Linked DNA regions of Mus musculus: all the other regions are linked to region 2. A link is a contact called in public HiChIP or PLAC-seq data. All regions are on one chromosome and are shown on one strand. The core of a region is the stretch at or near the end of the contact, and the rest is flanking DNA. Distances in the headings are between cores, read along the strand shown. Region 1 has its middle 19 kb from the start of Gm40966. Region 2 holds the start of 2210016F16Rik (RIKEN cDNA 2210016F16 gene). Region 3 overlaps Gm40966 (a long non-coding RNA gene).

Region 1 (3,284 bases), core at 605-3,104, 110 kb before region 2:
AGGGAGGGAATGAAGGGATTCTTGCTTTCTCCCTAAGAAGGTTTGCATCAGTGGCTGAGTGGGGTGATGGCTCAGTGAGTGAAGGCACCTGTCACCAGACCTTAGGACCTGAAGTATTCCAGGGGACCCACGTGTTGAAAGAACTGATAACCTGCACTTGTGCACCATGGCACCCTCATACGAACACACACGCACACACAGGCACTAAATATGTATTTTTTTTTAAAGAGAGCTTGCCTATCTCAGGTTGTGGAGAGAGCTCCGTGGGTAGAAGAATCTTCCACAGAAGGTAAGGACCGGATCTGAGTGCCCAGACTCCATGTAACACATCTAGAGTACGTGGCCAGCACTCATACAGGGAGATAGGAGGCAGAGACAGGACGCGCACGAGTCAACCGGCCTGGGATCTATCACAGAGAAAAATGGAAGGTAAGGACCAATACCCAACACAGAGGATGTCCCCTGACCTCCACAGCCATGACATGCACATGCATGCATGAACACATTCCTATGTCTGTGCGCGCACACACACTCGCACACAAACACTATACAGAAAAGATAATTATCTTTCCAAAGCTCTTTGGCTTGAGAGGCAGAGGCAGGCGGATTTCTGAGTTTGAGGCCAGCCTGGTCTACAGAGTGAGTTCAGGACAACCAGGGCTACAAAGAGAAACCCTGCCTCAAAAACAAAAACAAACAAACAAAAAAGCCAACAGCAACAAAAAGCTCTTTGAAGAAAAAGAACAGGAATAAGTTATTTGGGGGATAAGACGCACAGAGCTTTGTAAGCAGCAGAATATGTGGTGTATGGAGTGCCCTGACTGTGACTTCTGTATCGGGGTCTTGACTTACAAAGCACTACATCTTTATGAACTCAGAGAGTGCTCTAGGTGGTGGAGACTGTGGCAGACTCCACTCAGATGCTAACCGTGCTCTATGAACGCTGAGCACTTAGTGCAGAACAGAACAGGGAGGGCTGTGCCGTGCAGGAGCAGTCTAAACAGACTCCGAACCAGAATCCACTCTTGGGGGCCTCAGATGTAACAGTGAGATCCCCGTGAGACGCGGCCACAGTCAGTTAATCCCCATCAGTGGATCCTCCATACTGAGGGGGCAGAGATGACAATGACAGGTTCACAAGAACTTTGTCATCTTATTGTCACAGCAAGGCATGGACACCGTACACACCATAGGATATAAATTCAGAGAAAGACACTGCGTTCCGGTGCTGCTGTCCTGGGAAGACTCCATGTGGGAGGGGGGAATTCATCGCTAGACAATGTCAGGCATGCAGATCTATGAGAGAGAACGAGGCCTGAGTGGGTGGATTTGTGAGTGGAATTCAGTGAGCGTGTAAAAACTATGCAAGAAGCTTGCTTCTACTAGGCACACTGGTGGACACCTTCGAACCCAGCCCTGGGAGGCAGAGCTCTGTGAGTTCCAGACTAGCCTGGTCTGCACCATAAATTCTAGGCCAGCCAAGACATAGTGAGGACCTGTTTCAAACAAAGTGAACAGAAGAAAAAAGAAAAAGAAAAAGTAAAGAAGACTCTGTTGGTTTTGATTGTGAAAGTCCCAGAAAAGCTCTGAGACTCCTCCTTCATCCCTCAGTGGCTCGGGGGTGAGAGACCAGGACTGCCATGGTTGCGTTTCCACGAATACATACGTGAAGACACACATCCCTAAGCTCCCCCTCGCAAGGCCCCCCACTGTCCACTGCCTTCCCTCCCCGTCTGCCTGGATCCAGAGTGGAGAATATGTTTCCCTCCAAGAACCTGCTTGGCTTACCCTCAAGAATACACTGCTGATGGGGGCCAGGTGTTAGGAGCAGCCTCCTCGGAGCCATGCAGGCCACAGGGCCGGCTGGCAGGCGTGCCAGCTCTCAACAAGGCCCTGTTGTACTCTAGTCTGTCACTCACTGAATCTACAGATACAACACAGTTAAGATGAAAACACACACACACACACACACACAATGAATGGGTAATTTCACAGACACTTCAGCGCCCCAAGTGCTTGAGATAGTGTAGTGGAGATAGTGTAGTGGAGATAGTGTAGTGGAGATAGTGTAGCCAGATTCTTCACGTTCCTGGGCTATGGGACAGACTACACACGATGGCTCCCGTTCACCAGCGAGAACCTAACGGGCCACCTCCTCAGACCCACCAGTAACAAACTTGTCCTGGACAATGGCTATTACTGGAGCTGAGCACCCTGATGCAATCTGATGCTAATTTCAACATTGCTCAGCCCAGGCAGCTGCACCTCTGTGGGTTACAAAAGCTCAGAGAAATCCGTAAAGTCGAATTTATACAGAAACAACAGACTTTCCAGCCAGAGGCGGTGGCATATGCCTAGAATATCAACACTCTGGGGGCTGGGGTAGGAGGACTGTGAGTTCAGGGTTTGCCTGGGATTCACAGGGGACCCTGTCTTGGCAAAAGAAGAAGAGGGGGTGGGGGGAGGGAAGGAGGTGAGAGGAAAGGGAGGAAGAGGAGAGGGAGAAGGTAATAATGGAGAAGAAGGAGGAGGAGGGGAAGGAGGAAAGGGAGGAAGACAGGGCAAACAAAACCTACACACTATAAATACCATATAGCCAGCATCATAGGGTGGCCATAGCCAACTAGCCTTTCTTCAAGCACTGTTCACCCTGTTTGGCAAATTAATCACCTAAAAGAGAAAGAGAGAGAGAGAGAGAGATGTGACCAACCTTCCTCCTTCCCTCTTTCAACATTCAAGGCATTCAAATAACTAGGAAAGAAATTTCTGGAAAATTCTTTGCAAATTATAGAAACAAGAGCCCAGAAAACATACTTAATAGCAGAACTTATTCTAGGGCCAAGTGGGAGCAGCTTTTCAGCTCAGAGGTCACTTGCTAAAAATAGCCTCAAATTTAGCACTCTGACATCATCTCCCAGCGAGGCTGATGGACATTTAGACAAAGGCAGGCTGACAGGGCCGGGGGTGGGGGTGGGGGAGGGAGGCCATCGTACAATTTTAAAGCTGTTCCATTTCTGGGCTGTGTCACCTATCGTGGATTAATATTATAAAGACTTCTCATGAATTAAAAACTAAATGACCTCATAATATGTTTGCGTGAAATCATTACACAGTTAAGTACAAGCTACACAGCTCTACACGTACACTTATGATATATGCTTTTAAGTCATCAGCCCTTTGCTGTCTTTCTCTCTCTTCTTTTTTTTTTTTTTTTGGTTTTTCGAGACAGGGTTTCTCTGTGTAGCCCTGGCTGTCCTGGAACTCACTCTGTAGACCAGGCTGGT
Region 2 (3,736 bases), core at 734-3,233:
TCACACCAAAACCAGGCAAAGGAATAACAACTTAAAACTACAGACATCTTCTCTTTAATGAACATAGACACAAAGACTCAACAAAATACTTGCAAACTGAATTTAGAAATACATTTAAGAAGATCAAATATTATGACCAACTAGGGTGTTTTATGGAGAGGCAAGTTTGACTCAACACAGGTAAATGAATAAATGCAATACACTATATAAACAAACTTAAAAACAGAAACCACGTACATAATCTCACTGATGAAAGGTCTTTTTGACACAGTTCAACATGGCTTTGTGGTCAAAGTGCTGGAGGTGTTAGGATAGATTGGCTCATGCTTCAAACTAATAGAGGCTCTATTACAACAGACCTATAGCCAAAAATCAAGTGGAGAGAGCATCTGTTCTCAATTCAGGAATGAGACAGGGCTGCCCATCCTCCTTAGTTTTTCAGGATACTCTTTGAAGTCTTAGCTATGGAAATAAGACCAAAGTAAGTGATAAAAAAGGAAACAGGAAAAGAATCGAACTATTCCTACTTGCAAATGATGTGTTTCTATACTTATAAGACATTATAGAGGCGTTTGAGAGATGCCCTCAAAGTTAAGAGTACTGGCTTCTCTTCCAGTGGACCCAGGTCTGAACCCAGTACCCATATGGCTGTTCCCAATATCTTGTAACTCCAGTTCCAGGGGCTCCAACACCCTCTTCTAGCCTCTGCAGGCAGCAGGCACACACATGGAACACATACATGCATGCAGGCAAAACATTCATACACAAAATAAAAATACTTTTTTCTAAAAAGACCTTTATGGAATCTACTAGGAAACTCTTTAATTAAAGCAAAATTGCAGGATAGAAAAATCAGTATTTAAAAGAAAAAACAAAGCCGCGTATGGTGGCCTATGCCTTCAATCCTAGCACTGAGAAGATAGAGGCAGGTAGATCTATATGAGTTTGAGTCTAGCTGGTCCACATAGTAAATTCCAGGTGATCCAAGGCCACAGAGGCCTTGCCTCAGAACAACAATGAGAAACGCCCAGATAATAAAAACATACTTTCATACTGATTCTGCATCTCCAGGCATCTTTTCAACATTGACCAATGTATCTTAAGTATGTTAAGTTTTAGGGGTTGGGTTGATACTTTATAATTCCTACTTTGTTCCAGGTAACCCTATAGAGATGACTAGTCACACAGTTTATAATCAATTGAAAGTCTATTCCAGCTGGCTGGGACCACACCCAGGTAGGTATTCAGAGACCTAGGAGGTGTGGTTCCAACTGTCCAGATCAACAGTTTTTTAAAGGCAAGAAATCACACCCGGGTACTTTGCTTTGCAGCTGTACGAGGGCTTCCCAGAAAGCAAGATCTTTTAGCTAAGATAAGTTAGCTGACCTTTGGGCTCCTTGAATACAGTTGGGTAATTACCCACGGGACTCTTCATCAAGATCAGATTCTAGTTAAACCTGGAACCGCCTCAGCAAGAGTACAAGATGGAGGGACTTTTGCACTGTCTTGCTGTGACACACCTTGACCGTCAGAACGACTGGCGTTTGTGTCTGGTTCAGACAGTTCCCTTGATTTAGTCTGACAGACAAACACAGGCATACATTTCAATCTAGGCCATTGCTTGGTGGTGGGGAACCTCCTCCTGGAATCATTTCCCTTTCCTTGCAAACCTGGGATCACCATCACTCCTGTTGGATGCAAGGGCGTCAGATGCAAGGTTTAACTGTACTGTTCCCTCATGCAGTCAATGTTCCAGTGACTCCTAAACCTTCATTCGGCCTCTGAAGTGTGGGGTGTGCTGAGCGGCCCTCCGAGGCACCTAGCCTCGGGGTGGCGCCGGGCAGCAACCAGAGTCCCCACGCCCCGCGCGATCCCAAGCCTTCCTCAAAGACGGGAGTGCGACGGGGACGCGACAAGAAACACGACGGCCGAACACAAGGAGTCCCAGAGGCCGGCCGGAAGCTTCCCGCAGGGCAACTTCCGGACCTCAGACCCGGAAGTGGGCGCAAGTGCTTGGCCCTGGCGGAGGCCGAGGCTCCGGGTTCGAAACAGCATGGGGCCACCGCTTTCGCCGCGCGAGTCGGCGAGGTTCGTGGCCGAGAACAGTCGCGACGTGCTCGTGGACCACGAGGGCGTGCGCAGGGCGGCCGAGCTGCTGCTGCCCGCGGCCGCGGCGTGGCGCGTGGAGCAGTGGAAGTCCCTGCACGAGCTCAACCCGCGCGGGGCGGACGAGGCTGCGCTCGGCTGGGTGTTCCTGGTGGACTCGCTCAACTTCTCCTTCTGGGCCGAGCGGGAGGACAGCAAGTGTGCGGTGCGCTACGGCGGGACGCCCTACACTGGCTACTGGGCCCTGTGCGCCGCCGTCAACCGCGCGCTCGACCAAGGTGGGTGCCAGCCTTAAACCTGGGTGGGTGCTGCGAGGCGCGGGAGGTGACCTCTGCCCAAAGCAGAAGTCCGGACATACAGAAGCAATGTATGCCAATCAGCACAGGAGGCAAAGCCGGTTTTCTTAAAAAAAAAAAAAAAAAAAAAAAAATCATTAAAAAAAAAAAAAAGATTTATTTGCCGGGCGGTGGTGGCGCACGCCTTTAATCCCAGCACTCTGGAAGCAGAGGCAGGCAGAGTAGTCCTGTTCAGTGTAGAATTCAGACTACACTAGCCTCGAACCCACAGGGATCCCATCCAGCTGATTAGGCCAGCGCCACAACACTCTGCCTTCTTTAACATGAATTTGATTTCATATTTTTTGCTAATTGCAAAAAATTAAATAAAAAATCTGTGGATTGTTCTCTTTAAAGGGATACCGATAACCAGCGCCTCCTACTACGCCACAGTGAGCCTCGAGCAGGTGCGGGATATATTTCGTTCAGACACAGCTGTGCCCATGCCTTTAATGGAAGAGAGACATCGGATTCTCAATGAAACTGGGAAAATCCTACTGGAGAAGTTTGGAGGCTCTTTTCTTAACTGTGTCCAAAAAAGTGGCAGAAGTGCGCAGAAGTTAATGCAGCTGATTGTTGAGAACTTCCCTTCTTACAGGGACGAGGCAGAGTTTGAGGTGAGTTTGTTGCTGAGGGAGGGGTTTAGCAGGTATGATCATTCTGAGTTAATGCTTTTCCTTCCAAAGCCAGGTTTAAGGCCAGCAACTTAAAATTTGAAGTTTGTTCACTGTGGACAAGAAGCAATAACAAAATGTGCTTAAAATCTATCCCTTTTTATTTTTTCTAATCGGAGATTTCCTTTATTTTTGCCTTTTATTCTGTTAAATGTTTCAGCCATCCATATAAGGCTTGTCACTCAAAGATGGGGAAGCACAAAAAGTTGATAAAGTTGGATGAAAATCAGAATGTAAAATGTATACTAGTTTTCTCTAGGAAAAAAGTATTTCTTGAAAAGCTTGGGCTGGTTCTGGTGGCGCAGGCCAGTAGGATTTGCTGAAAGAGGCAGGAGGATCTGGAGTTCGAGGCTAGCCTAGGACACACATCTTTAGCCGGGCGTGGTGGCAGATGCCTTTAATCCCAGCACTCTCGAGGCAGAAGCAGGCAGATTTCTGAGTTCAAGGGCAGCCTGGTCTGCAAAGTGAGTTCCAGGACAGCCAGAGCTATACAGAGAAACCCTGTCTCAAAAAAAAAAACAAACAAACAAAAAAAGAAGAAAAGCTTGGTATGTGTTTTCTTTCTTATATACTGTTTTTTTATAATGATTTGTTTTATGGTACAAAAAATTTTAATGTATG
Region 3 (3,432 bases), core at 609-3,108, 87 kb before region 2:
GTGGTAGTTGGGAATTAAATTTTAGTTGACCTCGCTCCAGTCAACTCTGCTCACTCAGGCCCCAAAATTTATTTATTATTATATATAAGTACACTGTAGCTGACTTCAGACGCACCAGAAGAGGGCGTCAGATCTCACTATGGGTAGTTGTAAGCCACCATGTGGTTGCTGGGATTTGAACTCAGGACCTTTGGAAGAGCAGTCAGTACTCTTACCTGCTGAGCCATCTCACCAGCCCCACCATTTCTAATCCTTTCTCTGTGTCTCTAATGCATGATTTTTACTTTTGCTATAGATTGTGGGGAATGTTTAACACATTAACATTCCTTGCTTAGCCACACTTCCAATCCTGTGCTCACAACTCGTGACCTGCCTTTCCTTTATTAATGATTCTTTTCACTTAGTGGGCTTTTAAATTCTTGATGGCATCCAATATATCAATGTCTCGGGTTCTCTAGAGAAATAGAAGCAATGGGATGAATATATACACAGTCAAAGGGGATTTATTAAATGGACCTATATGATATGATCCAGGTAGTCCATCCATGGCTGCCTCACACCTGGGAGCTGGGACCTCTCCCTCTGCTGCTCTGTAAGGGTGTGGATGGCCTCAAGGCCCACTCAGATCATCTCCCCCATCAAAATCCTAACTTGTCACACCTGTAAGTCCCTTACTTCTTAGAGGACAACCTACGGTTCAGGCATTAGACCAACCAATGTGGACGGGAGAAGGGTCCTTTCTTAGCCTTCTGTACTACGTGTGAATTAAATCTCAACAAAGCCTCTTTCCCAATTGGAAAAAAAATGTAAATAAATAAAAATATACACAAAACATATTTGTGTTATAAACTTTCAAGAGACAGTGAAAGATGGCAAATGATTTGCCTATAAATTTTGCTATCTTGATTTGAATAAACCAACAACAAAAGGACATTTTGGAGACAAAGAAAGCCGACATGGGCTGGGTTTGTAAATAACCCTGAGAACTTATTTTTGAGGTAGGAGTACAGAGGGTAGGGTGTTTAGATCCTCTTGGCTAGAATGTCTGCAGGACCTGCTGTCTGTGGTAGCCTTCAGATTCTGGCAAAGGAGGGAGATCATGCTGAATAGGGTCTGGAAGTGAGCCAGCGGTGTGCCAGCGGTGAGCCAGTGGTGAGCCAGCGGGCACAGGCAGGACTGGCCAGGCTGGAGAAGGTTCATCTCTTCATTCTTATAGATTTGAACTTTGTGTGTGTGTGTGTGTGTGTGTGTGTGCGCGCGCGCGCGCGCGCGCGTGCATATGAGCAAATACATTACATTTATGGAAACAAGTTTAATTTTCTGAATTCTGAAAAACATTTATATGTTAGCTTTAAGAAAATACAAGATCTTCCCTGATATTTTCATAACACAATTCTAACATTTAAAAAGTTTTTTTTAAAGGACTTTTAGAAATGCACTCAGTTTCCCTCTGGTCTTACCCCAAATCTCTTCAATTAACGCCATTTTCTGTATGCATGACATAGCGGGGTGGTGAGGCTTTTCCCTAAAGAAATTGATTTTTCCCCCCAAAGAGTAGATAAATAAGGGCTTTCAAATGTCTCATTTCCAAAAGTACTCCGGGCTCTCGCTCTCTCTTCAGCATTTTTTAAAGCGCTTTTAGAAAGCGCAATCTTGAGATTGAATCAGCCGCTGCACCTGCAGCCCCGGCTTCAAGTGCCCCACTGTTTAGGAAGAAGCCCCGCACACTTGCCCTTTGTATCGCTTTTGTTTCCAAAAGAAAAAGTCAAATCTACCGCAGTCTTCCTCTAAACGGAAAATAAAAGGCTTGAGGGCAGCCACAGAACAGGGCAGGGCGGAAGGGGACCTTTGGCGGAGCAGACACCGGCGGTTAGCATCTATGGCTGCGGTCAGGCAAGAACTTGGCTGTGAGCGCCTGAAGAGGAGTTGTCTGAACCCGAAGAAGGTTCGCGGGCTGGGGTGTGCAGCTCTTTCGCAGCCAAGGATTCACAACGTCCTTCCAAATCCCCAGACCTACCCCACAAGTGGAAGAGTTGCTTATTTTGAATTTGGTCTGACTCTTTTGTTATCTATTGAGGTTGTAAAGACTTGTAAATGTACACATTTTCAAAGAGCCCGGGGAGGTGTCTACGAAACAAGGCTTTCTGAGTCTCAAACCTAGTGCTCCCCCACACAGAAACAGACGCCCGTGGCGCTTTCTTTTTATATCTTTTGGTAGTTTTGGTTCGTTTGGTTTCATTTTTTTTTTAATTGTGTATGCGTGTGAGTGTGGACATGTCAAGTCCCCTGGTGCTCATGTGGAGGTCAGAGCACACCTTCCAGCTATTAGTTGACTTTGAGTATCACTATAGTTATCTTGTCTTCTTTTTTTTCTTATGTTATAGATTATCATTTTATTTAAGAGAAAATTCAAGATTCAACCCACTTAAAAAGAAACAAACAAACAAAAAAAAATTCGCCCGCTTGTAGAAAGACTCCTGGCATCACCACTGGCCTTTAGGATACCAATGCAATACATTCCAGAGACTAGCCTTTTTTTTTTTTTTTTTTTTTTTTCCTGTAAGTGTCTTAGCTCCACATTGTGAACATTAGAGAAGATCAACAATCCAGACTTAAATCGAATAGCTTTGCTTGCATTGCAGATGCTGCGTCCCTTCTTCAGTGGCTTGGCAATCAGCGGCCGGGTACTGCTCTGAAGAATTCAATCAAATTGGCATTGAAGACCTGTCAGTCATCACCATTAGGAACGCGGAAGCTGCAAAAGTGGAGCTGGGGGAGGGGGGGGGGGCCGGCTGGCTGTCAGTGTAGCTTTCTCAAATTAGCCTAAGCTTCTTCAGTGCTACCTTTTCTGGGCCACACAACTTTCTTCGTGGCTTTCAGGGTCAATCTCTAGTGACCCACTTTCTCCTCCGAGGTGGTGCCTCCTCAAAGTTCCTCAGCGTTCTGAAACCACCAGGTGGGAAATGCAGTTCAGAGGTTTATAAAGTCCGCTGTGGGCATGGCGGAAAGCATGGCAGGACTCCGACAGTCGTGGTGCTGAGGAGCCAGCTGAGAGTTCTACATCTGGATCCACAGGCAGCAGGAAGAGAGCACCTCTTTGTGTTTATTCAAGTGTTAAGTCTATGTATTTCCCAATACAGATATAAACTACTTGTTTTTAAAGATTTGTTTATTTCCTGTATGTGAGTACACTGTAGCTGTCTTCAGATACACCAGAAGAGAGTGTCAGATCACACTGCAGATGGTTGTAAGCCACCATGTGGTTGCTGGGAATTGAACTCAGGACCTATGGAAGAGCAGTCAGTGCTCTTAACCACTAAGCCATCTCTCTATCGCTATTTTACTTTTTCTAAGTGATTCACGCAGGTGAACATTTGAGCTACCTCCAGAGTTGTGCAATTCCCAGTCAAAGCTATACTAAACTTGCACTCT

What was found. HiChIP or PLAC-seq counts read pairs in DNA pulled down with a chosen protein or histone mark.
Region 1: a contact with region 2 is called in an H3K4me3 HiChIP or PLAC-seq map of bone marrow-derived macrophages, with 3 times the contacts expected there. The contact joins the enhancer-like site here to the promoter of 2210016F16Rik in region 2. A contact is called at or near these places in 3 of 39 promoter capture datasets (the C10 cell line, HPC-7-derived erythroid cells and pre-B cells), 2 of 115 datasets of contacts at active chromatin or transcription factors (bone marrow-derived macrophages and embryonic stem cells) and 3 of 9 other capture datasets (adipose tissue, liver and pancreatic islet).
Region 3: an H3K27ac HiChIP or PLAC-seq map of embryonic stem cells shows a contact between it and region 2, with 7 read pairs. The contact joins the enhancer-like site here to the promoter of 2210016F16Rik in region 2. A contact is called at or near these places in 2 of 39 promoter capture datasets (the 3T3-L1 cell line and the C10 cell line), 5 of 484 Hi-C or Micro-C datasets (the G1E-ER4 cell line, LSK cells, female germline stem cells and 1 more), 8 of 115 datasets of contacts at active chromatin or transcription factors (bone marrow-derived macrophages, embryonic stem cells, memory CD8 T cells and 1 more) and 3 of 9 other capture datasets (adipose tissue, liver and pancreatic islet).

What each region holds. Positions count from the first base shown.
Region 1 is chr13:58,494,566-58,497,849 of GRCm38.p6, reverse strand. No RefSeq gene overlaps it. Among named protein-coding and RNA genes, the nearest start is that of Gm40966, 19 kb to the right of the region's middle. Within about 2 kb of position 1,854, at least 34 of the 459 cell types and tissues checked have an H3K27ac peak or open chromatin away from gene starts, as enhancers often do. A contact at or near this core is called in adipose tissue and bone marrow-derived macrophages, where this site is marked.
Region 2 is chr13:58,383,472-58,387,207 of GRCm38.p6, reverse strand. 2210016F16Rik (RIKEN cDNA 2210016F16 gene) reads left to right here and starts at 1,983. Exons shown (of 4, transcript NM_027335.1): 1 at 1,983-2,384; 2 at 2,799-3,058. The coding sequence starts at 2,054.
Region 3 is chr13:58,470,352-58,473,783 of GRCm38.p6, reverse strand. It overlaps Gm40966 (a long non-coding RNA gene), which reads left to right. Exons shown (of 3, transcript XR_873533.2): 3 at 2,643-3,156. Among named protein-coding and RNA genes, the nearest start is that of Gm40966, 5.4 kb to the left of the region's middle. Within about 2 kb of position 1,858, at least 66 of the 459 cell types and tissues checked have an H3K27ac peak or open chromatin away from gene starts, as enhancers often do. A contact at or near this core is called in bone marrow-derived macrophages, embryonic stem cells and group 2 innate lymphoid cells, where this site is marked.